Regions from separate parts of the Mus musculus genome. Here regions 1, 2 and 4 are each linked to region 3. The links are chromatin contacts, called in public HiChIP or PLAC-seq maps. All regions are on one chromosome and are shown on one strand. The core of a region is the stretch at or near the end of the contact, and the rest is flanking DNA. Distances in the headings are between cores, read along the strand shown. Region 1 holds the start of Mettl2 (methyltransferase like 2). Region 2 overlaps Mapt (microtubule-associated protein tau). Region 3 overlaps Itgb3 (integrin beta 3). Region 4 overlaps Gm11639.

Region 1 (2,856 bases), core at 281-2,780, 500 kb after region 3:
TCCAGCACTGGCAAAGTTAGACGTGACAGGAGGGTCCAGAGTTTGAAGCCAGATAAGGGTACACAGTGACACACTCATCCATTTTCAGAAGCCATGCATTTGAAAGAGTAAGGAGGGGAATATGGGAGGGTTGAGGAGGAGTGATGTAATGTCATAATCTCAAAAATAAAAACCTAGCCAGGTGTGGAGGCAGCACACATCTTTGATCCCAGTACCCAGAAGCCAGAGGCAGGCAGATCTCTGAAGTTGAAACCTTCCTGGTCTACAAAGAGAGTTATGAGATAGTCAGAGCTATATAGAGGAATTCTATATTTAAAAAGAAAATAATAATTAAAACACACACGGGGGGGGGGAAGAAGGGAGGGAGGAGAGGAGAGAGAAAGAGAAGCAGCCATATATTTCAAATGGCTCACTTATTAAAAATAATGTTGGAACTTCAAGTAAAAGGACAATGAGCTTTCTGCACACACAAAAATTATATAATGGGATTGTTGAATGTGAACACTAACAGCTTTTAAAGAGCATGATATTAAAAAAAAAAAATACATATAGCTGGATGTGATGGTGAATGCCTTTAATCCCGGTACTTGAGAGGCAGAGACAGGCACATCTCTGAGTTTGAGGCCAGTTTAATCTGCATAGAGAGCTGGAGGCCAGCCAGAATTACATAGTCCTTCAAAATGTATCAAAATAATAACAAAAACAACAACAATAATAACAACAACAACAATAACTCTGGCTGGTAAAATGGCACAGCAAGTAAGCTGCCTGCCACCAAGCCTAAAGAAATTATAGAGCCTGGAGAGCCCTATAATTAAGGGCACTGGCTACTCTTCTAGGAGACCCATATTTTGATCCCTGGTACCCATATGTTGGTTCACAAGCATCTGTAACTCCAGTTCGAGGAGATCTGGTGCCCTCTTCTGGCCTCCATGAGCATTGCATGCACGTGGTGCACAACCATGCGTACACATAAAGGGGAAATTTATTTAAATAGAAAATATAAGGCTAAAAATGTGCAATTATAAATTATATACCAGTGACCTACTATTAGTTTTAAAATATTTATACATATATGTATAGTATATAAGTGTACAATGTATACATTTAAATAAATTGAATACATATTACAAGCTCTATGCATGAACGAATTACAATTTTTATTGTGCCAATTAAGCCTGGCTTTTCAAGGAGGTGTGGTCGGTTATGTCATTTAACACGGAAGCTTCATGCTCTCAAAACCCACGCGCTGCCTCCCCGCGGACTGTGGTCTGGTGACCACGTCTCATCACAGTCGGCTAGTCAAAGCTTTTCCTGGGGGGAATCTTGGGACCTGCACGGAACCGTACTCGAGGGAATAGCCTCCTACTTCCTCCCCGTGCTGCACGCCCTTGTGCATCTCCAGGGAGAAATGACTCCTTTCGGACTCGCCTCCGCTGAGCTTCCCAATCACTTGGAACCCGCCCCGCCCCGCCCCGCCCCGCCCCGCCCCGCCCCGCCCCGCCCTCCATCTTCCCTCCCAGTGACGCTACTTCCGGAAGGGGCGTGGCCCACAGGAAGTCCTCGCCTTCGGGAAGAGAAGGCGTTTCCGTCTCCGGTGTCATGGCGGCCTCCTTCCCTGAAGGCGTGCCGGAGACCGAGGACGGGAAGAGACCGCAGTTCGGGCACCGGTTCCTGAGCGACCCGGCGCGCGTCTTCCATCACAATGCCTGGTAACTGCCCTGCATCTCGCCCGGCTCTTCGCCAGCCCGGAGCACTTGGAGAAAAGCCCTGCCCGCTGGCCCTCCTCCCGCGGCGGTAGCTGAAGCGTTCGCCTCCCGAGGACCGACGTTCCCGGGTCCGGGACCGGTGGGCCTGAAGCTGCCCGTTTGGTTTTCACAGGGACAACGTGAAGTGGTCCGAGGAGCAGGCCGCGGCGGCGGAGAGGAAAGTGCAGGAGAACAGCTCCCCGCTGGTGTGCCCGGAGAAGCAAGGTGCGCTCCGTTGTGCCCGCAGTGTGGGACGCGCCTCCTCCAGACGGCAAGAAAAATGGGGGCACCGGGATCGTTTTATCACTGACCTGATGGAGAACTCCGGCCCAGAACGGGTCGGGGAGGGGACGGGTTAGGAGGCAAAGGGGCTGTCTTCTAACAAAGTCTTGAAGCCATTGGGGTTGGACTTTGTTGTTGTTGTTGTTGAACTCTCTAGTTCTACGAGTGTCGCGTTGATGTGGCTGGCCTGTGGCAACCGTAAAGTCGTTCAGTCATCTTAGGGTAGCTTCTACAGTTTACCTTCTGCTGGGACGTTTCCATCAGAGCTAGATTGATGTGGTCGGATCCTAACGTACTGTGGGAGGAGAGGATTAGATCATAACATCTTTTCTTGAGGTGTTGGGTTTGGAGATGTGGGACTTCTACCAAAGAAAGATGCGTGCAGCAGAGTGGAGAGACGAGTCTGCTCAAAGCGAAAGAGGTCATTTCCGAAGACAAGAATAATTCCTTTATAAAATACTAGAACTGGTTGTCCCTGTTTCTAGGAGGCGTTTGAAAGTAAACCTGGAACTTTAAGGTAATAGGCATCAGGGGGTTGGAGAGATGGCTCATCGGTTATGATAATAAGCACTGATAGTTTCTCTATAGTACCGAGGTCACTGGCCAGGCACGTACCTCCTAAGATGTAGGGGTGTAATCTCTTGGGAGGCAGAGACAAGAGGTTGAGTGGGGTCAAGAGCATCCTTGCTACGTAGAGTTCCACTCCTGCCTGGGCTGCATGAGAGCTTGTCTCAAAAATAAGTATATGTATATATTCCAGTTGCAAAGTAGGCACCCTGCCTGCATTGTTAGGTAGATAAGACTAGATAAAGCTTCGTAGAGTTGA
Region 2 (2,700 bases), core at 41-2,540, 310 kb before region 3:
CATGAGTGTGTCCTTGTGAGACATTGCATAGAATAAATCATCTAGGGCTCAGGACCTCCTGTGTCCCCACAGTGTCTGCTGTCCCCAGACTCCCCTCCCTGTTCCATGGATGGCCCAGCAAAGTAGGGAGAGCAACCCGTTCCAGCTGGCCCTTCTCTGAGTAGCTGGGTCCCCATGGTACCATGTATGTGTTCCTAGAAGCCCCGTAGATATTGGAAATGGGGTTGAAGACAGTGCATCCATGATGTGGGCTGACACCTCTTCCCTCATCTCTGGGGCAGTCTCTGTTGGTTGGGGAGTGGGGAGTCCATATGATCCCACTAGACACTAGGACTTCCTGTTTCATGTCAAGGTCCAAAAGGCCCCTAGCCACTTCTCCATTTTTCATCTGGGTCTCCTTCATCTTTGAAGAGAGGAAAAGATTCCCAGTTCAATTTAGCACTCCCCTCCCCCCAGGACAGGGACTCTGGTTGCACAGAGCCTAACACCGAGGTGACAGGTGTCAGTTGCCTGCATTGTTTGCCAGAGAAGGGGTTTTAAATGTCTCCTCCTTTAAACACCACTGGGGACCCCCCCCCCCCCCCCCCCGCACATCCTCAGCGAGTCCCTGCAAAGAGATGTTCTTAGGTTCCCTCAATGGGCTTAGGGATTCCCTTTGTTCTCTTGGCTGGCCGGTGCCCAACAGGGCAGGATTTGTAAAGTGGCCCCAGGCTTCTCCCTGCCAGCTCCCCCTCCCCTGTTCTGGGTCAGTCCCAGAACGGACCTGGGCTCTCTGATTGAGCTGCAGGCTCCACCTCTCGAGCGTGCGTGCTGGAATGCAGGGGTGGGCTCTCTTTCCTGAAAGTGCCGAGCCCACAGGGTTTATTCTTGCAATGTGCTCCTGCCTCCGGCCCCGACACCTGCCCTGCCTTCTGCCTCTTGGACCGATGGCCCCAGAGCAGCAAGTGCTGGCCCTGTGGCTACTGCCTTCTCACGCTTACTCACCGTGTCTGCCTTTTCCTCTGTCCTCCACTCCCCGCTGGCCGATCCTGCCACCTCCCTTACTTGTTTTGCTTCCTAAGGAAAGGCGGGGCTGTTGGCTACACTGCGGTTACTGCCCTGCCTGCCGGTTGCCTTCTCAACGTATAGAAAGATATGGGTTGCGGGAAAGGGTGATCTTTAAGATCGCCGTCCTTGTCCCTGGGCTCTGTAATGTTGTTTATGATACGTTAGCTTCCCAGCCCAGGCTGCTGTGGTTAGGGAGGGAAGCCAGAAGTGTCTGGTTTTGCTCACGTCTGGTCTGTTGCTGGGTCTGAGCGCTCCAGCTCCCAAGGGCTGCAGAGGGCAGATGCTCCTGTAGGGGAAGTTGGGAAAAGGCAGCTCTCAGGGCAGCTCGGATCACATGCTGGTTGTCTGATGAGGCTGCAGTGCCTAGGGTATCAGGGAACTTTATAACTAAGGTGTACTGCAGTTTGCCAGCCTTTGAGCTAACCTGTGACCTTATATAGAATCACAAGATAGCCTGGCCTGTGGCCTGTGGCCACTGTTGACTACAGAATGGACCTGTGGAGAAAGCTTTCTTAGGGAGGGGGACTGGTGGCATTTGGGTTGTAGGATTCCAGGCTTCCCATCTAACTTGCTCCTGGCTCTCTCTAGGGTGGTGGGAACTGCAGCAGGGAAGCTGCTTCTCCATCTCCACCTCCTGGCTGGGCTGTGGCCTCCTCTCTCGGGCTGCTCTGTGGGATCTAGTACCCTAGTCAGCTGCTCCCCCATTCCTTTCTTCTCTGGCTATCCCAAGCTTCCAACATCTCCTGTCCCCCAACATACCCCCTGGTACTGACTCTCTAATGACTCTACCTGGGCTCTCCCATCATCACCTGCCCCAGAACTCCTACTGGCCTCTGGGTCTGTTTGCAGGAGGTCCTTGGGTTTATCTGCTCCTTACCCACCCTCCTCTGCAGGGGCAGGCTGACACCCTTATGACTTATGAGGCCATGGCCCTCCTCTTCCATCAGGTCTGTTAGCAGAACACACACACACACACACACACACCCCATAACACAAAACACCATCAGCCGTGAAAACGAGGGATTTATCCATTGAGACCTCCGTAGAAACCACTTTGCTTTATTGATTCTTGAACATGTGGCACCCCTCTCCCAGGACAGATGAGCCTCCTCACCCCTGGAATGACCATGGTCTGTATGGGAGACCCATGGGACTCTGCAAGTGGCAGCTAGTGACCAGCTAAGCTGTAAAACCACAGATCAGAGAGACAGGCTTCCAGGAGCCCCATCTGCCTGGGTGGTCTCCTTCAGAGTGTCCTGTCAGGAAAGCAACTGTCATTTTCCAGAGCACACATTACTGCTGGGCCACATGAAGGGCCCTTGGGCTGGCGGGTCCCCCCCACCCCCCTTCCCCAGTGTGTCCTGTCTGCTCACTCATGCTTGCTGAGACACTTACTGCAGCTGTGGTTTCTGCCGTGCGCCTGCCTTCTGTTGGTGTTGCTTCGCTCTTCTCAGTAGAGGCTGAAGTGTTCAGGAGACTATGTGTCCAGACACCAACTGGCTCTCCTTCTGGGTCATAGAGCTGGTCTGGGTCCTGTTTGCCGACTGGTAATCCAGGACCATGGGAGCTTCCTGGGTGAAGCAGACTCACCCTCACCAGCTTCTCCTGAGTCTTTTTCTGAGGAGAAGATGCAGGGCTGTGAAGGCTTCTTCC
Region 3 (2,700 bases), core at 16-2,515:
ACGTTTTATAGTAACAGAACAAAGAAGGCAATAGGTCAAGGTACTTTAGACACACATTGGTGAACCATCAGATGAGGTGGTTACAGCAGTCAGGAGCGTCTGAGGTTACCTCATAACAGTCCTAGCCTGTGGGGTTGGTGGAAGCTAGGAGTCTGCACATTTTAGAAAGGACTTTACTAGTCTTAAGAATGTTAAGTCAAACCTAGAGGTGGGCAATAGGTAGCTATTTAGGGGGATAATTTAGCCCCAAACTATTTGGTGCCCAACCTGTAGCATTCATCTGATCTTGTTGAATGTTCAACACAGGTGTGGCTCCCCACCCCCATCCTAACTTGCCCCAGATGCCTTCTTTCCCTAGATTTAGGCGCTTCAGTGTAGGTGCAGGCACACAGAATCATTTCCTTCCTCCTAAACGCAGTCTCTTTCCCCTTCTGAGCAAGACTAGGTGACGCCTTCCTCAGGATGCATGGTGGAAGCTGGCAATGATCCTGGAGCCTGTTCTGCCCTTCCACTCCAGCCATTTTGCTTGGGCATCGTCATTACTGTGATTATTGCTACCCTTCCCCAGCCTATACTTGCTTTGGGCTGGAACATCTCATGGAAGAAAGGCTTTACTCTCTAAAGAAGAGAGGCGCTAGGGGTATAGAGGGATGCCAGCTCATCCGACCCCCCCCCACCCCCAGAGCAAAACAAAAACAAAAAACCCTAAAAACTCAGAAGAGGAATGTTATGTGTGTGTTTGTATGTGTCTCTGTGTGTCTATATTTCTGTGTATGTTTATATGTTTGTGTGTATGTGTGTGTTTGTGAATGTGTGTGTTTGTGTGTATGTTTGTGTCTTTATATGTATGTTTGTGTGTCTTTGTGTGTGTATGTGTGTTTGTGTGTGTTTGTGTGCATGTATGTGTGTGTTTGTATATATTTGTATATGTGTGTTTGTGTACACTTTCTTAAAGATCCTTTTTTCTTCCCTTCTCTCTGACAGTGACGCCCCTCTATCTTCCTTCCTTCCTTCATCTCTAAAGTATCAATGGATGAGGGAGCACAGCTCAATGGTGAGGACCAGACGATGACAGGAAGGGGTTAGCTGTGTCTAGGCAGAGGGTGTGTTGTGTCTGAGTCCCTAGGGAATGAGTGTGTCTGAGGGAATGGCTATGTTTGTGGCCGGGCTGGGAATTTGGAGCTGGCAAGAGCTGATGGGGAGGTAGGGGAAGCCTGTGGCTGGAGAGGTTCCCAGCAGTTCCAGTGGGAGTGAGTCAGCACCCCCAGCAGGTGGTTACCTGAGCTGCTGGCCTGTCTGCTCCTCAGCCACTAGAGCTACAGCCTCTGCCCTATACCGCTCCTCAACCACCCTAGCTATTTCCTGATCTTTGTCTGCCTCTCTTCTGGATCCTCTGGGTTTCCTAAAAAGGCAAGCTCCTGGTCAGACTGGGGAGGAAGGGAGCAGAAGGCTGTGTTTACCCCCTAGAGGAGGGGCTGCCAGAGCCTCCAAGGCCAGCTCCATACACAGCCTTGGCCTCTGCTGCTCAGCACGGGAACTGTTTCTAGGGGCAGCTGCCTAACATCTGGGCCAGATTGATCTCATTTAGCGAATGAAACATTCTCTGGGGCTTGGGGGAGGGTGAGCCCATTCCTTCTCCACCCCCACAGGTGCCCCTCCCCTCTGGGCTTCACTGGAGGCTCAAGTGTGGCGTGGCTGTCTTCCTTCTGGTTTGTCATATCCTCCTGCCTCCGGTCACCATCATGGTTGTGTCAAGCTTCCTTTCTGAGGAAGTTGTAATTCTGCAACAATTCCAGAAGAAGGAGTGGGATGCCGAGGGTGCCGTGTTTGGATAGGATGGCTTGAAGTTGGACGGCCGGAGCAGAGGGGAGCAGAAAGGAGGTCCCTGAGGAAGGACTACTGCTATTCAAGCATAGTCCCCTCTCATTCCCGCATCTGGATCTTATAGGGATAAATCAGAGCTGGGTTCTGACCAGCCAAAGCCCCTCCTTAGGCCACGTGAACATATTCCATGTGACTAGATGCAAATGTGGAATATTTACCAATCACTATGGTGAATCTTTGCCCTCTGGGGCAGACTGGGAGGCCAGAGGGAGGGAAAGATCAGCTTGTTGATGGGGTGGAGTTGGGAAATGGGTAGCAACCAGGACCAAAGGAGACCAAAGAAGGGAGGTAGGAAGCCCGATGAAATAGTCCCTTCAGAATGGAATAAAGTGAATGCCAATATTTACCATCGCTAAGTGAGAGGGAGGAGGGGTGGGGCTGGGGAGTCTGATGTGGGGCAGAGTGTGTCAAGCAGGGAGGAACCCTGGGCTGTAACTAGTTATCTTTTTCCTGAGGGAGCTGGACTTCTCTTGCACAGGGCAAGCTGAACTATTGAAAGTGTTTGGATCTTGACTTTAAACATCCAACGGTGGGGCTGGGATCCCTGCTCATCCCTCTGCCTCCCCTGTCTTGACTGTTTCAAGTGGTGCTGATGTTGGCAGTGCCTCGGAAAACAACTGGTTGGGCTCGGCTTGTGGTCCTTAAAGGACAGCAGCTCCTGGGTGTGTATAGCAAGCCCTTGGCTGGGTAAGAGGAAAACAGAGCCAAGTGGATGAGTGGGGTGTCTTGGGCCCACCCACCTAGGGTGTGTTCTTGGAGAGACAGAGGCATGGGTTAGATAACATGGACTGGAGTAATTCGATCTCTCTGATCAGC
Region 4 (2,944 bases), core at 218-2,717, 330 kb after region 3:
AAATGGGGATACTTTTAATGATAAGGAAACTCTTTTTGGTAGCCATGATGAGCATAGTCTGAACTGTGGTCCTTAGCCAGTCTCCTTTGACAGGGGAGAAGATTGAGGCCAGTGATGTACCGAGTGTCCTGGAGAACCTTGGTATCGAGCTCACAGACAAGGAGTTGGAGGAACTGATGAAAACGTTGCCCTTCAACGGTAAGTCCATGGAAGCTTCTTGTGAGGTTGAATTTCGTTCATCAAAATTTCATTTTTAATTGTTGCAAAGAATTAAAGAATGATTTTAAAGACTAGAAATATATATATGAAAACTATCAGTGTCAGTGTTTAAGAAACCAGGCAGCCCTTGATACATGTTTTCTGTTCCTGTGTCCATACCACTAAGGAGCTCACATGATTAAAAAAAAATGGAAGAAACTAAAAATAACATCAGAATTTTTAAAAAGCAAAGGTACATTTACCTATTGACATAATAGACTTATTAGACATATTTAGCATATTGAGAAAGATCGTTGATTTCATTGTTAAAGGTGAAAAGTTCTGGTAGAATATTGTTAAACTCTACTGAGAATAACTCATATGCTAAATAATTAATCCAGAGAAAGGCGTGATGGAGCTAGAGAGCTAGCACAGTGATTAAAAACACAGCTTAGTTCCCAGCATGCACATGGTAGATCAAAACTCTCTGTAACTTCTGTTTTAAAGGACTTAACATCGTCTTCTGACCTCTTCAGACACCAGGCATGCAGATGGTGAAGAGACATTTGAGTAGACAGAACACCCACACATACATAATAACTAGTGCATGATCTGATGGTGTTCTCTGTGGTTACAGATCTGTACTGATCACAATTGTTATTTTGAGAGTAATTCTGTTATCCCCACATAGAACCACCACACTCAGTGCCAGTCATTCCTCATCCCTAATTCTTCTACACCACTAGGACAGCCACTAACCCATCTTCATCAATCTGCCTACTGCAAGCAGTTCCTATAAATGGCATTGCATAGTGTCTTATTATGTACCAATACTTCGTTACTGAATAGTCTGAAATAATAGAAATATCATATTTTATTTATTATATGTTCATTGGTAAATGAGTATTTAATTATTTCCAATTTTGGGCAAGTATGGATAGTCCTGCAAGTATCCACATACAAGTTTTTGTGTTGATGTATGTTTTAACTTTTCTAGTATATTTATAGAAGCAAAATTTCTGGGCCATATAGTAACTTTTTATTTAATGGTTAAAGAAAGCCAGTCCAGGGGCTGAAGAAATGACTTAGTAGTTAAAACTTCTCTTTGAAAAAAACCAGAGTTCTGTTCTCAGCATCCACATCATGTATGTAACCATGGCGTTTTCCACCCACACCCTAGTTCCCAAACAATGACTCAGGGGCTTACTATTTATTAACAATACTTGTGGCCTTTTGCTAGGCTTGTTCCCTGACTTGCTCCTAACTTATTTAACCCATTTAAACGATTCTATGTCTGCCACATGGTGGTTACCTCTCCTCAGTTTCATACGAGTCTGGGTGACAAATTCCCCACCTCTGACTATTTCCCATCGTTGCAATCTCCCTACCAGAACTCCCACCTTGTAGTTTCTGCCTTTTGCTAATAGGAACATCAGCTTTTTATTGACAGATGATGTTTCCACATAATCCACAAGCGATTATCCCTATAATGTAATCCAAACCATGTGTAACTCATCTCCAAGGGATCTGATTCCTTCTTATCTGCAGAGAGAGAGAGAGAGAGAGAGAGAGAGAGAGAGAGAGAGAGAGAGAGAGAGAGAGACAGAGACAGAGAGACAGAGAGACAGAGACAGAGAGAGACACAGAGAGACACAGAGAGAGAGAGAAATAAAATAAATCTTTTTTTTAAAGAAAGCCAGATTATCTTCCAAAGTGACTGCACTGAGTATAAATATTGTAGTAATTTTAGGGGGTGGGTTCTGCCCCACTCTATCCCATTTAGCTCCTGAGTAAACAACAGTGAGACATCAGATGTGATTAACAAGCTGAAGGCATGGTAGTGGTCAGGTAGGTTCTGAACCATTCTAACCTGACTAGGCCATCAATAACCAGATAAATGCCCTGTCACTTGCCAATTGAGTCTTCTCTGTTCCATGTGTGTCCTCGAGGTTAGCTTCTCTTGACCACATGCTCACAGTCCCTCCTGCCTCAAAACAGCCTCCTTCTTCTCTTCTCTTTTCTTCTTCTCTCTCCACTCTCCCTCATGGTCATTCCTGAGACAACCCACTCAATTATAAGTACTGCCTTCCTATCCTCTTTGCCAAGCTATAGACTCCAGTCTTTTAGTCATCAATCAAAGATTATTGGGGAGCATTCTTTATAGCATATTGGTCAATACAATGCCTATGTCCAAACTGCAACCCAATTTTGAGGCACAGAGCCCAGCATCTAAATATGCACTGCACAAGACCAACACCAACATCTCCCCTTTTTAGTCCAATAAAAATCTTTCTCTTACAATAATAAACTGTATATAGTAAGAACAATTATGAAAACCATCATGTAAGAGTTGTATTCACAGTATCTAGTCCATTTATAAATGGCAACTTAGGAGAAAGTACTCTATTATCTAGTCTATCTGGCTGAGTTCAGAAGTTTTGCACCTAAATCAGTTTCTATCATAACTTGTATTATCAATCTAAAAACATCTTCTTATACCCAAAAACATGTTCTTAAGTCCAAAACTTAAGCTTTTATTGTGAGACTACAACTATCTAGTCTTTAACCCCATCAGAAACTTGAGGAGGATAAATATTACCTGAGTAAGCAGGAAGTGCAGAGCTAGCAACTTCCAAAACTATAAAAGTGACAGAGTCATTGGCTGCCTGAGAAGTCCTCCCAAATTGTTCAATAACATTGGAACCTCTATCTTCAGCCTTCTGGCCCAGAATATTTAATAGACTTT

What was found. HiChIP or PLAC-seq counts read pairs in DNA pulled down with a chosen protein or histone mark.
Region 1: an HNF4G HiChIP or PLAC-seq map of pancreatic cancer cells shows a contact between it and region 3. The contact joins the promoter of Mettl2 here to the enhancer-like site in region 3. A contact is called at or near these places in 2 of 39 promoter capture datasets (the 3T3-L1 cell line and cranial neural crest), 3 of 484 Hi-C or Micro-C datasets (B cells, cortical neurons and myeloid progenitors), 12 of 115 datasets of contacts at active chromatin or transcription factors (the NIH/3T3 cell line, bone marrow-derived macrophages, embryonic fibroblasts and 6 more) and 3 of 9 other capture datasets (embryonic stem cells, liver and macrophages).
Region 2: a contact with region 3 is called in an HNF4G HiChIP or PLAC-seq map of pancreatic cancer cells. The contact joins two enhancer-like sites.
Region 4: a contact with region 3 is called in a FOXA1 HiChIP or PLAC-seq map of pancreatic cancer cells. The contact joins two enhancer-like sites. A contact is called at or near these places in 3 of 115 datasets of contacts at active chromatin or transcription factors (embryonic stem cells and pancreatic cancer cells).

Annotation. Positions count from the first base shown.
Region 1 is chr11:105,124,895-105,127,750 of GRCm38.p6, forward strand. Mettl2 (methyltransferase like 2) reads left to right here and starts at 1,531. Exons shown (of 9, transcript NM_172567.3): 1 at 1,531-1,712; 2 at 1,882-1,973. The coding sequence starts at 1,603.
Region 2 is chr11:104,318,306-104,321,005 of GRCm38.p6, forward strand. The region is part of intron 9 of Mapt (microtubule-associated protein tau); the gene reads left to right. Among named protein-coding and RNA genes, the nearest start is that of Mapt, 88 kb to the left of the region's middle. Within about 2 kb of position 1,291, at least 133 of the 459 cell types and tissues checked have an H3K27ac peak or open chromatin away from gene starts, as enhancers often do. A contact at or near this core is called in pancreatic cancer cells, where this site is marked.
Region 3 is chr11:104,623,651-104,626,350 of GRCm38.p6, forward strand. The region is part of intron 2 of Itgb3 (integrin beta 3); the gene reads left to right. Among named protein-coding and RNA genes, the nearest start is that of Itgb3, 17 kb to the left of the region's middle. Within about 2 kb of position 1,266, at least 93 of the 459 cell types and tissues checked have an H3K27ac peak or open chromatin away from gene starts, as enhancers often do. A contact at or near this core is called in the NIH/3T3 cell line, embryonic fibroblasts, embryonic stem cells and 1 more, where this site is marked.
Region 4 is chr11:104,951,149-104,954,092 of GRCm38.p6, forward strand. Gm11639 reads left to right here. Exons shown (of 108, transcript XM_017314877.1): 82 at 94-198. Among named protein-coding and RNA genes, the nearest start is that of Gm25362, 130 kb to the right of the region's middle. Within about 2 kb of position 1,468, at least 10 of the 459 cell types and tissues checked have an H3K27ac peak or open chromatin away from gene starts, as enhancers often do. A contact at or near this core is called in pancreatic cancer cells, where this site is marked.